Regions from separate parts of the Mus musculus genome. Here region 1 is linked to region 2. Evidence: chromatin contacts called from public Micro-C data. All regions are on one chromosome and are shown on one strand. The core of a region is the stretch at or near the end of the contact, and the rest is flanking DNA. Distances in the headings are between cores, read along the strand shown. Region 1 overlaps Gm36134 (a long non-coding RNA gene). Region 2 overlaps Hivep3 (human immunodeficiency virus type I enhancer binding protein 3).

Region 1 (3,719 bases), core at 133-2,632, 96 kb after region 2:
CCTGCCAGGCCTTTCCTGAGCCTTCCCTGTCAGCTGTTGAGCTGGGTGCTAGCCAGGCACCCTGGGGGAAGTTGGGTGTGTATGCTTATGTGTGTGTGCGTCACTCTGAGTGAGCGACATGGAACACCCAGTGTGTAGCAGCCCTGCCGGTGCCAGTCCAAGGCTGAACTCCCTGGCCTCTCTGGCAATTCTTCTCTCCCACCTTAGAGACCATATCCCACACCAGGTCCACCACATGCTACCTCCCGTTCACCTTGCACCCACCCTGCACCTCCAGCCCATGCCCTGGCCAAACTCTGAATTCATTACCCCTCAACTAACAGCCCCCTGAGGCTAGAATACCACCACCATCACTCAGGACCACTGCTGAGTCCTCATTATCAGTCTCACTAGCTGGGATATCCCCTGCCTCTACCAGAAACATCACAAACACACAAATACATATATGCAGATACACACATACACACACACACACCAGTTCACATATATATGTACACACAAATGCACGTGCCACTAAATACATGAAATAACACACATACACATACCATATGCTGCACACATAGACACACATATGAGTACACACATAAAACACATGCCTTACCAAGGGTTGGTCGAGGAGAACTTTCCAGAATCCCATGCTGGCCAGACTGAACCACTTCTTGCCCTTTGTAAGCTGGCCTCAAAGCTATAGAGCCTTGGCCTCCTCACTTCACTGAGACCAAAGGAACAGAACCGTTTAAAATGGTAGCATCAGGCCTGGGTCTAAATGACCCTCATGGGTCATTTAGTTACTGTGTAGCTGTGGCTGAGTTACATACCTCTCTGGGCGCTTCCTCTGTAAGTGGCTAGCGGCCCTCAGGAACCTGAGGGGCAGCACAGAGCCTACACCATTCGCTACTTGCTCGGCCTGACAACTTCTGCATCCTGTTCAAACAACATTTAAATGCCACAAGCCTCTGATAACCTACTGCTGGTTCTTATGAGCGCCAGTGATACCCTGGGCACCCATTCTACATTCTTTCTCTGTTCCGGTGCTCTTCGGTGACCATCTTGTTAATAGGAAGGATGCTAATTATGTTTGATTAATGAATGGATGAAGCAGGAGCCCCTGCAGAAGAGTAGCATGTGGTCACATGAGGTACAGATACACACACACACACACACACACACACACACACACACACACACATCTCTGGGAGGGAGGGTATGTAGGCCCCAGATTCCCAGGTATGAGGCTGCAGGGGGCAACCTCTAGGCCTGACCCTGGCCACCTGGGTGGCAGAGTTGCCAGTTGCCAGCTGGCAGCCGGCAGCCCAGCAGAGTCTGAGCCTGGCAGTGCTGCCAAACGCCTACTCACACCAGCCGCTCATTTCCTGGGCCTACCCACAAAGCTAGTGGGCAAGCTGGGTCCAAGGCGGCCCTGAGGTGCCTTGCCAGAAAGAGAAGCCTCGGGGAGGATAACCTGAGGAGAGGGGAGAGGAAGGAATAAACAGAGAGCCTCTACCTCTTATCCCCCCAGGCACAGCCAAAGGTCTGTCTAACCTCTGATGTCTCTTCTGTGCCATTGAGGATCAGGAATGGGTAAGAGGTTAAGTGTCCCTCTGCATTGGGGAACTGAAGTCACCCCCAAGGAAGCATGTGAGAACAGGTGTGGCCACAAGAGGGCGACCAAGCTTCACCCCACAAGGAGCAGAGCTACAAGGCTTGCCCCTGGTACTGGACCTGGGCACAAAGGAGACAAGGCCAGAGTTGGAGCTTGAGGTTGGGCACAATCTACTCATGCTTGTCCCCAGCCAAAGCCATTACCCACACTGTCTCTTTTCAGAAGGTGACAACACGGTGGCTTCAGCAACAGAAGCATCTGAACCAAGGAGCTATTCCTCTTAGGAACTTTACAAGTGAAGAGAGTAACTCAGAGAGGTCAAGGGGTTTGCCCTGGTCACACAGCAAACAGGAATTCAGTGGGTTAGGCCTCCATTCTGGCATTAGTGAGGAAAGCAGGTCTGGGGCCTTACCAGCACTCACAAGCTCGGAGAAGGAACAACGACAACAACATTAACAGCAACACCGTGATTACAGCTCTTTCAGGCCCTTCTCTGGGTAGTTTAGGGTAGGAATAATCATGAGAAGTAGCCACAGGCCCTTTGTGTATCTCCCATGCCTGTCCTCCACAGACATCTCCTCACCCCCGCATCATACCTCAGCCCCAGCCTGGCCTCACCCCAGAGCAGTGCTTCTCAGCCTTCCTAATGCTGCAACCCTTTAATATCCTCATGCTGTGGTGACCCTCCAGCCATAAAATTATATTTGTTCCTACTTCATAACTGTAACTTTGTTACTGTATGAGTTACAATGTAAATGTCTAAGTTTTCAACTCCCCCACCAAAGGGGTTTCGATCCTTACTTAGGTCAAGCACTGCTGTCCCAGAAGTCTCCACTCCACCTGCAGTCCCTCAGCCTCTGCACTCTGCCTAGCTGTACCTTCTCAACGCCCATCCCCCTCGCCCTCAGACCACTGACTTCCATTCTGCCCTCTGGAAACTGGCCTTCAATGTTGACACATGCCAAGCAGGGTACTTCCTTCCTGTCCAGTCAGGAGGTCGAGAAGCCTCTATATAGCCAGAGTCTTTGGGACCCACCCTGGCTCCCCAAAGTTTCCCACCCACTTCAAAGATCCAAGCATGAGACAAACAAAACAGCCCACTTCTGTGGAACCCATGCGACTCCCAGCCCTGAGATCCATGCTTCCCTCTCCACTCCCTCTCTTTGTCTCCTCACTCCGTCAGTAAATGTGTCCCCCTCTGTAGATAACCCAAAAATCCTCCCTCAGCTACTCCAGCTCCGGCCAGCTCCAGCCAGCTCCAGCCTGCTCCAGCCAGCTCCAGCCAGCTCCAGCCAGCACCAACCAGCTCCAGCCAGCTCCAGCCAGCTCCAGCCAGCTCCAGCCAGCTCCATCCTCTACCCTCTCAGACTCTTTTCCACCTGCCTTTTGTGCCTGAATATTCTACCTTAAATTTGCTGTGACAAAATTAGGCCTCCCTGTTCTGCACAAACTTATTCCAAAGTGCCCGAGATACACCTAGTTCAAACTCAGGGTTCAGTGACTCTGAGGTCCGAGAGCTCCTTCTCACCCTTTCCGGGTCTCTAAGGTGGGAGCGTTGGGAAGTCTTCTTGCACATTACCAGAGAGGTGCTGATTGTCACCCCAAGTGTTCTGTATGCAAACACTTCCAGGAGCTGAAGGCACAGGCATCTGGTAGATGCCTGCAGGCCAGCTTTGGTAAATTAGTGCCACCCAGGCACACTGGCAAGCAATGATAGCTCCTCCTCCCAAGGCTAAAGAAGACCTCAGCTAGGAGTGAGGACAGTCTTGGCTCTCCCTGGCCCATGGGGGAGGGGACAGGATCCCTTAGCCACCTCTGCAGTGTTATTCAAGCAGCTCCCAACCCATCTCTGCTCTGACTGCCTCCCTCTGGTGTGACGTCACTGTGCCTTACTCAAACAGGTAAATCCAGGCCTCTGTGTGGGCTGTCCTTGACATCTTGTCATCCTTTGGCATAGAGCCCAGGGTGGGCATGAGCCACCACAGGAGGGAGTAGAGGACCAACACAGGCCGTGTGGGCCATCTCTGTAAGTCCTTCATGCTCCATGTCAACCATACAGCCCCCATCTTTTTGTCTTTGTGTGTGTGTGTGTGTGTGTGTGTGTGTGTGTGTGTGT
Region 2 (3,852 bases), core at 625-3,124:
GCCTGATTGTAGTATACTCGGTCAGAAGAACTTCTCAGCCCGCAGCTACTGTATTAGTCATGAGAATCCCATGTCACTCCAGCATTTAAGATTGCAAATCATCTTATCTGAGTGTGCCACCAGCCCCGGGGCCCAAACATAAGACAGAAGCAGAAGAAAAAAAATGCACCTGAGTGGTCTTTCAACTTCTCTGTGTTTTAACCAGCATCTCTGGTTCTCACTGTACCCTGCCCCCTCCCCCCCAGCTGCATGCCCTCCCTGCCCCAGCTCCTGTGTTTGACCTTCTGTAGCAGTTACAGTTGCATAGTCTGGCTGCATGCTGGAGCACAGGAGGCCTTGGCCCCTGCCCAGCCCTCGGCACTTGTGTAAGGAGCTGTGGCCTGGCAGCTGTGTATTGCCCTCCCCCTACCACCAGGCCATGAGTCTGTTCTCATTTCTTTCCAGGGAATCTGACTAAGCACATGAAGTCGAAAGCCCACAGCAAAAAGTGCCAAGAGACGGGGGTGCTGGAGGAGCTGGAAGCCGAAGAAGGTACTGTACCAACCTCCTCTTTCCCTAACTCCCTCTCCACTTCACATCCCTCCCCCTTACCCCTGACCTTCCCCCTTTCCAGACACCCTCATTTCTACTACTGTTCCCCTTCCTCTCTCTCCCTCCCACCATCTTTCCCTTCTATGTCCTCCCTTCTAGTTTGCTGAACAACTGGGAAGCAGCAAATGTTAAATTCATAAAATGCTCCCCAGTGCCACAGAGCCAGTCACTGTGCAGTTCAGTATAACCTAGTGTTCCAGCAGAAAGCCAGCCCCAACGGGAACTCGGCGCACCCAGTGTGTGCCAAGCACAGTCTAAACACGTGCCTTGAGTTGTCTTAGTGGGACCTGGATAGATCTTCAGGCACTTAACTAGAAGTCTCTTCTGATAGGAACCTGCAATGTGGTCTGTGGGACTGCGAGTGTCACTGAGAAAGGCAAAGCTAGATCGGGTAGGTCCATCCCTTCTCGGCCCTGACACATCACTACAACCTGACTATGGTCCTCCAGCATCAGAAACAAGCTAGAGGCAGACTGATAGCAGACAAGGCAGGGGACACGGGTAAGGAGGGAGGCCAGAGGGGCTGCGGCAGATAGAATGACAAACCTTAGCTGTAGATTCTCAGGAGTCAGGGTCAGGGCTTAGTGTGACAAGACGAAGAAGGGAGTGGGTCAGGGGGGTGGGGGGCAGAGAAGAAAGGAGAAAGCTGTGGTTTTTATTTTCTGTTTGTGAAGCAATCTAACAAGAGTTAGATCATGTTTCTTTTAACACTGAATAAACCAATGTTTACAACAATCCACTCAAAGCACTGTCTTCACAAATTATAATGTGAGGCCCCCATGTTGTCAAAATGCATGCCAGGCTACTATAGATGGTGTCCTGGCGAGGGCCCTGTAACATAAGCCCAGACATGGGACCATGAAGGACCATGAAAGACAGGGGGCCTTGGCTGACCTCTATCCTCTATCCTTGAGTATAATGGGAGTGATACATATGTCCTCTGCCTGTGTGCGGAGAACTCCAGCAGGGGTGTAGGGATGTGATCTAGGCCAGACACATGAGCACAGTTCAGGTGAGAAGTGGTCTGATTCCAGATGCTTTCAGAGACTGAGCCCATAGATGGTCCTGCTACATCATAGAGGGCAGAGGAGGGGAGGGAAAGGGCCAGGGATGGCTCCAAGCTTTGTAACCTAAGAGACTGGAAGGATGGAGTTGTTACTTCATGCACCAAGGCAGACCCAGCGACGGGCATTAGGATCTGGGTATCCTAAACATAGAGTTGGTAGCAGGAACTGCCCTGAAGAGCACCAAGCCAGGATGCCCTAGCTCCAGCACACTGCTAAGGAATGGGTTGTCAGCCACTGCCACCCTGTGGCCAGTCTTAGAAACTGCACCCAGAAGGTTCTGTCCAGTGCCTTCCACTAGATTTGAAAGCACTAAAGGCAGAAAAAGGCCCATATGGAATATCAGGAAAGGGGGGGGGGGTGCTGAGCAGGCAGGGGAACCCTTTAGATGCCTGCAGGAATCAGATGTGGAGTGCCTGAAGTAGTGTGGTCTGGAGAGGGCTTCTTCCATCATCCCCGCCACACTGGGACTCATACAGGGGGCCTTCACTTTCTCCTCAGTAAAGAAGGGCTTTGGGGCCTGTCTTGATGGATGTCAGGAGATGCTGGCCCCAACTCCCTCCCCAGTCAGGACCCTGCTTCAGCCTTCATGTGCAGATGCTAACAGTGCCACCCTGGCCACCTGCCTATGGGAGGGGGAGACACAGACAGAGGAGATGGTAGCAGACACAAAAGGACATAAACCAGCCATTGTCACCCAGCAAGAGGAGGGCAGGGTGGGGATTCGTGGCTGCATCTGCTTCTCAAAGCATAATGCCATTTTGAACTGTAGTGTGAGACGTGAGGACTATGAACCTTAGTTCTGACTAGGCCAGGAGATAGCTGGATGATTGTGGGGCAGGCCGTGGCCTTCTCCACGCTTGGGTTTCACTATGTGAGTGAGGGCCAGGGCTGAGTAAAACCTGAGGCCTGCAGTCAGGGCTCCTGCCAAAGTCCTAGGTCAGCAGAATGAGCTGATGCAGGGCTTTGCCCCTCCCTCCATCCCCTGTCTGTTATGTCTCCCATCACCCATTCCCCTCGAGGCCTCGTCTCTTCGCTCCCATCTGCCCAAACTCTGCCCTTGGAACCTCCCTCTGCCTGACAACTCCTTCTCTACACACAATTTTCTCTCTCTTTCCTAGTGAATGTTCACGTTATCCACTTTGGTACCTGACCATGGAGGTGTTAGCATCACTGTTTCTGGCCCTCCTGGGCATGGTGGAGAGCCAGGGCTCGGGGACTATCTTTCCTGACCAGGAGAAAATGGAATATTGGTGCCCGGGCGAGCGATAGGGATAGTGGACACATTAGGCCACCTGGAACCAGTTCAAACTGGTCATGTCACAGCAGTCTAGTGATGGGCCAACAGAGCACAAACTCTCCAGGTCATCCCCCAGATTGTGGACAGCTGACCATTTCAGGGATGCCTCGGTCTCCATTGCTGATGGTGGCACAGCCTCACCAGCTGATGGAAACCTCCACTCCATAAGAATCCAGACCCGGAAGCTGACGTTCAGAGTGCTCCACAGGGCAGGAATGGCAGGGGTCAGGCCTGCCCTAAAGACTGAGGCCAGCCTAGCCCAGCAACTCACAGAAGCTAAACTCTGCCATCTGCCCAGAGCCGCTGTGTAGGCCAGCCTGGTCATGTTAGCATCTGGTTTGCATTTTAACTGACCGTGACTGTCTGCTGGACCAGCCAGCATGCCCTGTCCCAGAGTGATAGATGCCATCAGTAATGGGGTCATAGTGGCTGTAATTATCTGGGCCCTTGCTGTGTACCAGGCCTGCATTATTTTTTCCTCTCAGAAAAAGCCATACAGTGAGACATCCACTTAACAAAAGGAGAGACTGAGGCACAGCATTACAGCTGGCTCGTGGTGAAACCCACACTGAGAAACCAGAAAGCAGATGATCTTGTTTGCCCCAGTGAAGCCCTAGGCCTTACTTGGGAAGGTTACCTGATCCCCCTTACCTCGGTTTCCTTATCCACAGCATGAGCGTAAGAATAGAACCCCCAGTTCCCCAGTGATGCCAGGATTCTTTGAGGGCTACATGAATTCACGTACCTAAAGCCCGCAGAGCTGAACTTGTTCGTCGAGGCATGAGGTCATTGTACACTATTATTTACAGAGTATTCTTCTATCTGCTATGTCACTTGGTCGTCTGCCACGTGGCACTGTGCCTAGTTGGCAGGCAGTGAAACCGGGCTTAGCCTGAA

Evidence for each region. A called contact is a pair of places that touch in the nucleus more often than the background predicts.
Region 1: a Micro-C map of muscle stem cells shows a contact between it and region 2, with 5 times the contacts expected there. The contact joins two enhancer-like sites. A contact is called at or near these places in 33 of 484 Hi-C or Micro-C datasets (the C2C12 cell line, the C3H10T1/2 cell line, the HL-1 cell line and 20 more).

The regions. Positions count from the first base shown.
Region 1 is chr4:120,223,984-120,227,702 of GRCm38.p6, forward strand. The region is part of intron 1 of Gm36134 (a long non-coding RNA gene); the gene reads right to left. Among named protein-coding and RNA genes, the nearest start is that of Gm36013, 35 kb to the left of the region's middle. Within about 2 kb of position 1,383, at least 63 of the 459 cell types and tissues checked have an H3K27ac peak or open chromatin away from gene starts, as enhancers often do. A contact at or near this core is called in the C2C12 cell line, cerebellum, cerebral cortex and 1 more, where this site is marked.
Region 2 is chr4:120,127,832-120,131,683 of GRCm38.p6, forward strand. It overlaps Hivep3 (human immunodeficiency virus type I enhancer binding protein 3), which reads left to right. Exons shown (of 9, transcript NM_010657.3): 7 at 445-531. Among named protein-coding and RNA genes, the nearest start is that of Edn2, 31 kb to the right of the region's middle. Within about 2 kb of position 1,875, at least 44 of the 459 cell types and tissues checked have an H3K27ac peak or open chromatin away from gene starts, as enhancers often do. A contact at or near this core is called in the C2C12 cell line, cerebellum, cerebral cortex and 1 more, where this site is marked.